Regions from separate parts of the Zea mays genome. Here region 1 is linked to region 2. Evidence: chromatin contacts called from public Hi-C data. All regions are on one chromosome and are shown on one strand. The core of a region is the stretch at or near the end of the contact, and the rest is flanking DNA. Distances in the headings are between cores, read along the strand shown. Region 1 overlaps LOC100502254. Region 2 holds the start of LOC100304311 (Zn-dependent exopeptidase superfamily protein).

The links. A called contact is a pair of places that touch in the nucleus more often than the background predicts.
Region 1: a Hi-C map of ear shows a contact between it and region 2, with 1.7 times the contacts expected there. The contact joins the enhancer-like site here to the promoter of LOC100304311 in region 2. A contact is called at or near these places in 5 of 25 Hi-C or Micro-C datasets (bundle sheath, ear, endosperm and 1 more).

What each region holds. Positions count from the first base shown.
Region 1 is chr3:221,170,723-221,173,618 of Zm-B73-REFERENCE-NAM-5.0, forward strand. LOC100502254 reads right to left here. Exons shown (of 6, transcript NM_001366996.1): 5 at 2,182-2,271; 6 at 1,409-1,743. The coding sequence ends at 1,645. Among protein-coding and RNA genes, the nearest start is that of LOC100502254, 9.2 kb to the right of the region's middle. Within about 2 kb of position 1,294, at least 6 of the 20 cell types and tissues checked have an H3K27ac peak or open chromatin away from gene starts, as enhancers often do. A contact at or near this core is called in ear and endosperm, where this site is marked.
Region 2 is chr3:221,107,699-221,110,706 of Zm-B73-REFERENCE-NAM-5.0, forward strand. It overlaps LOC100304311 (Zn-dependent exopeptidase superfamily protein), which reads left to right and starts at 1,685. Exons shown (of 12, transcript NM_001165753.1): 1 at 1,685-1,859; 2 at 1,992-2,104; 3 at 2,197-2,335; 4 at 2,476-2,576; 5 at 2,780-2,982. The coding sequence starts at 2,487.

The DNA of each region.
Region 1 (2,896 bases), core at 44-2,543, 63 kb after region 2:
TTATAATACTAAAGAAGGGATCGGATACTACTAATTGTAGCCAACGCGGTCAGTTGCCCAGCAGAATCCAGGAAAAAAACAAGACGCGTCAGTTGGAATCTTGATGTGCACGCACAGAAACCTCCCAAATCTAGGCATCGATAGATGATAACACACTGCGCAGGGAGGAGCGGAGCGTGCTGGCGGTGCTCGGCCGCGCAAGCCTCTTCGCGATGGCACAGTTCCCCACGGCGTCGTCGCCCGTGGTCCGGGAGAAGGTTGCCATGGCCGTGTGCCAGGGAGAGAGAGGGGAGGGAGGGCGGGCTCACCTGACGGCACGACATCATTTGCGGGGGAGCAGGGGAAGGGGGCTGAGGATCTTGGCAGTGTGGAGCCGTGCCTCTTTGTGATGGCGCAGCTCCCCACGACATCGTCACCCATGGTCTGGGAGAAGGCCGCCAGGGGGGCACCTGGTGGCGCGACGTCGTTTGAGGCAGAGCAGAGGAGTCATCTGGAAGCGTCATGTACAATGGAGACCGGGTCGCTCCGCGACGGCGATGCCGTCAGTTTTGGGATCGAAATGCCAGAAAAAAAAGATATTTACGTGGAGAGCTTTGATGCGTCTGTTGGAAGTTTCTAAAGGCAGAAGTAGCAGGGGGACACACGTGAGACATTGATTCGTGATCAAGCGTATAGGAGAAATTCCGATGACATGGATAGCCTTAGCTGCCACGGTTTGAACCGGCTTTGTAATATAGAAATTATTTATGGGTTTCCTCAATATATCATCAGACACATAAATCATATAGTTTCATCCGTTATAGACATGATGATATAATAACAGAAAGTCAAAACTGAGAGTGTCAAAATAGTAAATTTCTCGAGAGAAAAAAAGAAGAAAGAGAATAACGTTTGAGATCTTGATTGATTTTGTGGGAGGCGATATTTGCAAAAGTAACGTGAGCCAAAGCAGGGCGAGCCAATTATTTTGGCTTCAGCATTCAATAAAGGGAGAGAAGTGCTTTTTAGTAAAAGCTATTTCCTACGACTTATGAGAAAAAACGTGAAGCTAGTGCTAAGAAGCCCTGTCAAAGGGGCTCTAAGAACATGGACAATTTGGCAAGCGAATACAAATAAGTAGGGCGAACTGATCCAATACTCTTTTTTTTAAAAAAAAAGTGCACGGATCTTAAAGCAGCACATCTAATTGATTAAATATTTTATTAATTATTTTTCACATGGGTCGTGCATTGGTCCGTCCGTCCAAGCCCAGCCCATGAAAAGCGTTCTTTTTTTACCTCGTGGCATATCAATACCACTCAACAGACGAAGGTGCTGGGCGATCAGAATATCAGGGTTTTTGCTGATTAATTGATTATTACCATAGCCAGTAACATAGCATTGATGTAAGAACTGGAACAAGTTTAGTAAGGAAAATTTCCCAAACGTGAATTGATGTAATCATCTCAGTATTGGTACTGAAAAACAACTTCTCTCATTCAAAACAGATTATTCAGACAGTTACCGAGCTTGTCAAAGCTATGATAAAATGGTGTAATCGCACAAAAAGGAAACTGCATGATGCTGGTGTGAAGAAACCCAGACAAAGGGATTTCGGTACATATCATGCTTAACCTGAATAAACTCAGAAAAAGGGGCATTTCATCATGAGAGGGCTTTCAGCACCTCAGCAGTCACTTCCTTTGGTGGTTTCTCCGCAGGCAGATTTACCACCAAGCCCTTCTTAGAGTAATAATCAATCACCTGGGACAAGACAATTGCTTTCAAATTAGGAATAATATTGACCTAAAAAATTTATGTCATTAATAAGTACAGAGAATATACAAAGCGACTCTTATGGCATAAATAAATCAGAACTATGAATAAGAAGTGGATATAGCCTAAAAGACTTACGTGATCACAAAAAACATATACCAATGAAAACCATAAATGACATAAAAATGCACCTCACAAAGGGCCTACCAAATCGCTGAACTTTATGCAGCACTATGAGATTATTGATGATAAAATTATTTAAATGGAAAGAAATCATCAATGAAAAAATGTAAGACAAGCCAAATTTATTCTTAAACAATAGAACCAGGTTTTAGAATGTAAGACACTAACATAACTTTAATATATTCATATATAGTGGTATAAGATATTTGTTCAGAAAAATAATTCTTTTAAAGAAAAACATACAGGCTCAGTTTGTTTGTGGAAGGCTTCAAGCCTTGACTTCAAAACCTCGGCAGTGTCATCCCTCCTTTGAATCAATGGCTCTCCAGTTACCTTTGTGAAAAAGAAGAACAAATACACAACAGAGGATGAACACTAAGTAATGCCAACTATGAGAAAATAGTATGATAAGAATTTAAAATCATAAGTGAAGTGAATAAATATATCCTGGATAAAGTCACATAGACTTTTGCTATTAATAGTTGAATACAAGGCATAAGTGTTTTCGTAATGCAGTTTTCTTTTCTTGCTGCACAAAAAAAAAAGATAGCAATAATTGTAACATTTACCTATGTGCATTTTATATGAACATGGTTTTCCTTGAGGGACAAACAGGGTGCACCATTGCTTAAACTAACCAGTACATCATCCAAGCAGAAATAATAGCATCCACAAGCAGATTCAGACCATAACAGTATGTCAATATTCACCCAGCATCCAGCCATACTTGTCAAGATGCGATTACTCTAATTCATTATCTAACAGGTTGGAAAAGTTATGCCACATGTGCTGAGTGCATAACTTATAAACAACTTACACAGCAAAATACTAAATCGGTCCACACTACGGCTATGTTTAGTTCCTCTCACTAAATTTGTCTCCGTCACATCGAATGTTTGAATGCTAGTTAGAGTATTAATCTAATCTAATGACAACTAATTACACAGATGGAACTAAA
Region 2 (3,008 bases), core at 435-2,934:
TCTAAGGCAATTGAGAAAGAAGATAGTGATGATGAAGAAAATTAAAGTGAGAGTAATGGAGATATGGATCTATTTGTAAAGAAATTCAACAAATTCATGAAGATGAAGAGAGGTCAACCTAGAAGAGGCCAAACATCAAGAAGAAATGCTTTCAATGATAGAAAATGTTTTGAGTGTGGGGAACCCGTTCACATTGCCATGAATTGCCCTAACAAGAAGAAGAAGGGCAAAGATGGAGATGATAAGAAGAAGAAATTCTACAACAAGAAGGATGGCAAAGCCTACCTAGTTGAATAGGATTCGGATGATAGCTCAGATGATGATGATGATGATGACACCTCATCCAAGCTTAATGCCAGAATTGCCATCAAGGAAGCTCCTTCACTTTTCTCATCCCCTCATTGTCTCATGGCAAAGGGAGACGCTAAGGTAAAAATCATCATCGATTTAAATGATATGAATGATGATGATGATGTTGATGATGATGGCTATTCATATGATGATCTTGTTAGAATGTTAGGTGAGGCCGATGACTACATGCACAAAGAAAAAGGAAAGTTTAAGACCTTGAAGGAATTGTATAAAAACCTCCAAGTGTCTTTTGAGGAGCTCAAGACCTCTCACAACGATCTAAAAGAGAATTGTGAGAAGCTTGCGGAAGCTCAAAACTCATCTATTGTGCATGAAGTTGTGGTGGTCACCGAGGATGTTGGAGTCACTTGTGACTTACTTGATAGTCCTACAAGTGAACCACTACCTACTAACTCTATTTGTGATAAATGCAAAATTTCTATTATGAATGATAATATTGCTCTTGATGAATCACAAATCATTGTTGAGAATGAAGTGTTAGTAGATAGAGTAAGTGCTCTAACTCATGATCTAGAGAAGACATATGGTGGAAAAGCTAAATTGGATTTCATATTGGGAAGTCAACGGTGCTCACTTAACCATGAGGGTCTTGGATATGTTCCCAAGAAAGGAAAAAATGCTTTTATAAAGCAAAATACATTGTTTGTGAAAGAATGTGACAAAGTGTGTCACAAGTGTCACAAGGGACATATCAAGAAGAATTGTCCTAAGCTCAAGAATGTATCCTCCACTTATTTTGATCATTGTTATGTTCTTTCTCATAATGCAAAAGGTGTTCATGCTAAATTTGTTGGTACTTCAATTGTTGGCAATAAGAAGAAAGCTATTTGGGTGCCAAAGACCTTGGTCACTAACATCCAAGGACCCAAACAAGTTTGGGTACCTAAAAGAGATTGATTTCTTTTTGTAGGTGAACTACAAGGCGGGAGGGAATCATTGGGTGTTGGATAGTGGATGCACTCAACACATGACCGGAGATATGAAAATATTCACCCAAATGAGTGAGGAAGATTGCTCAAATTATGATAGTATCATATTTGGAGATAATCGCAAAGGAAAGGTAAAAGACTTGGATAAAATTGCTATTTCAAATAGAAAGGCTGATAGAGACTGAAAAATTATAAAAGTAATTTTAATATAAAAGACTTTTAAAATGATAATTTAGAGAGTAAAATTTAGAAAGACTCTAGTTGAGCAAACGAATTTGTACGCTGAATATGACTGCCAACTTTTTCCTGTGCATATTGGAGCGCATCAGGGTGAATTGGATTCGTATTATCACAAAACAAACCGGTGTAGATTCAGGCTGGATTTGAGCCTGTTTAGCAGCGCTATCCGCTTGGCCCAATTCGTCTACTGCTCCTCCAGCTCCTCCGCTGCGCCGCCGGTCGCCGCCCGACACCGCCGAAGAAGAGCAGACGCCGAGTCCAGGACGTCGCCGCGGGGCTCGGGGAACGCGGTGTTGCCATCGCGAGGAAGGTCGGAAGGTGAGCACGTTTTTTTTTCTTCTGTGGAACCTTTCTCTCCTTGCCTTCAAATCAACAGGTGAGATAGGGCGAGACGAGATCGTCCCTTAGTTTGGAAATTTCTCAACACGACCGCACTTCCATCTGTATTAGTTCGCTGTTCGCCCGCCGGATCGGCACCGTCGCCACCGCCCATGGCAACCGTCGCCCCCGTCGTCTCCGACCTCGTCGACTTCCTCAACGCGTCGCCCACCGCCTTTCACGCCGTTGGTACACTTCATCTGCTCCCCTTTCCGTTTTTTTCCTCGCGGATAGATCTGAGCTGACTCCGTTGGGCTGTTGCTTCCATCGGGAGAAGACGAGGCGAAGCGGCGGCTGAAGGCGGCGGGGTTCGTGCAGCTGTCGGAGCGGGAGGAGTGGGCGGGTCTCGAGCCCGGGCGCAAGTACTTCTTCACACGCAACCACTCCACTATTGTCGCTTTTGCCATCGGCGCAAAGTGAGTGAGCTAGATCCGCTTGCCGTCCTCCTTATTCTCACCAGCCTTAAATTCCTCTTCTCTACAGCAGTTTTAAAAAAATATCCTGTGCATATTCCTCCGAGTTCTTTGCTATGTGGAATTGTGGATTAATTGGCTAGCTTATGTGTTAATGTTTCACAGATACGTTGCTGGCAATGGGTTCCACATCATCGGTGCACACACTGACAGCCCTTGCCTGAAGCTCAAGCCTGTCTCCAAGGTATCAAGCCTCAACTCTTGCTCACTGATTTCGTAGTACATTGTGTCTTATATTTCAATTTTGTATATGATAGCAGGTGTCTGTGACTCTGTGTAACAAATGATTTGTCTTTAATCAGGAACAGAAGCTGTTATTGAGTTTTAGGTGGTAGATGCTGCTACACATTTTTATAAGTTACTGAAAGTATCTTGCTTTTTTTGCAGGTAACCAAAGGAGGTTACCTTGAGGTTGGGGTTCAAACGTATGGTGGTGGGTTGTGGTACACATGGTTTGACCGTGATCTTACTGTAGCTGGTAGAGTGATTATACGGGAGAAGAAGGATGGCGTGGTCTCTTATGCACACAAGCTTGTACGGGTACAGGAACCAATTATGCGGATACCTACTTTGGCTATTCACCTGGACAGGTTGGGACACAACAAATTTCTATTTG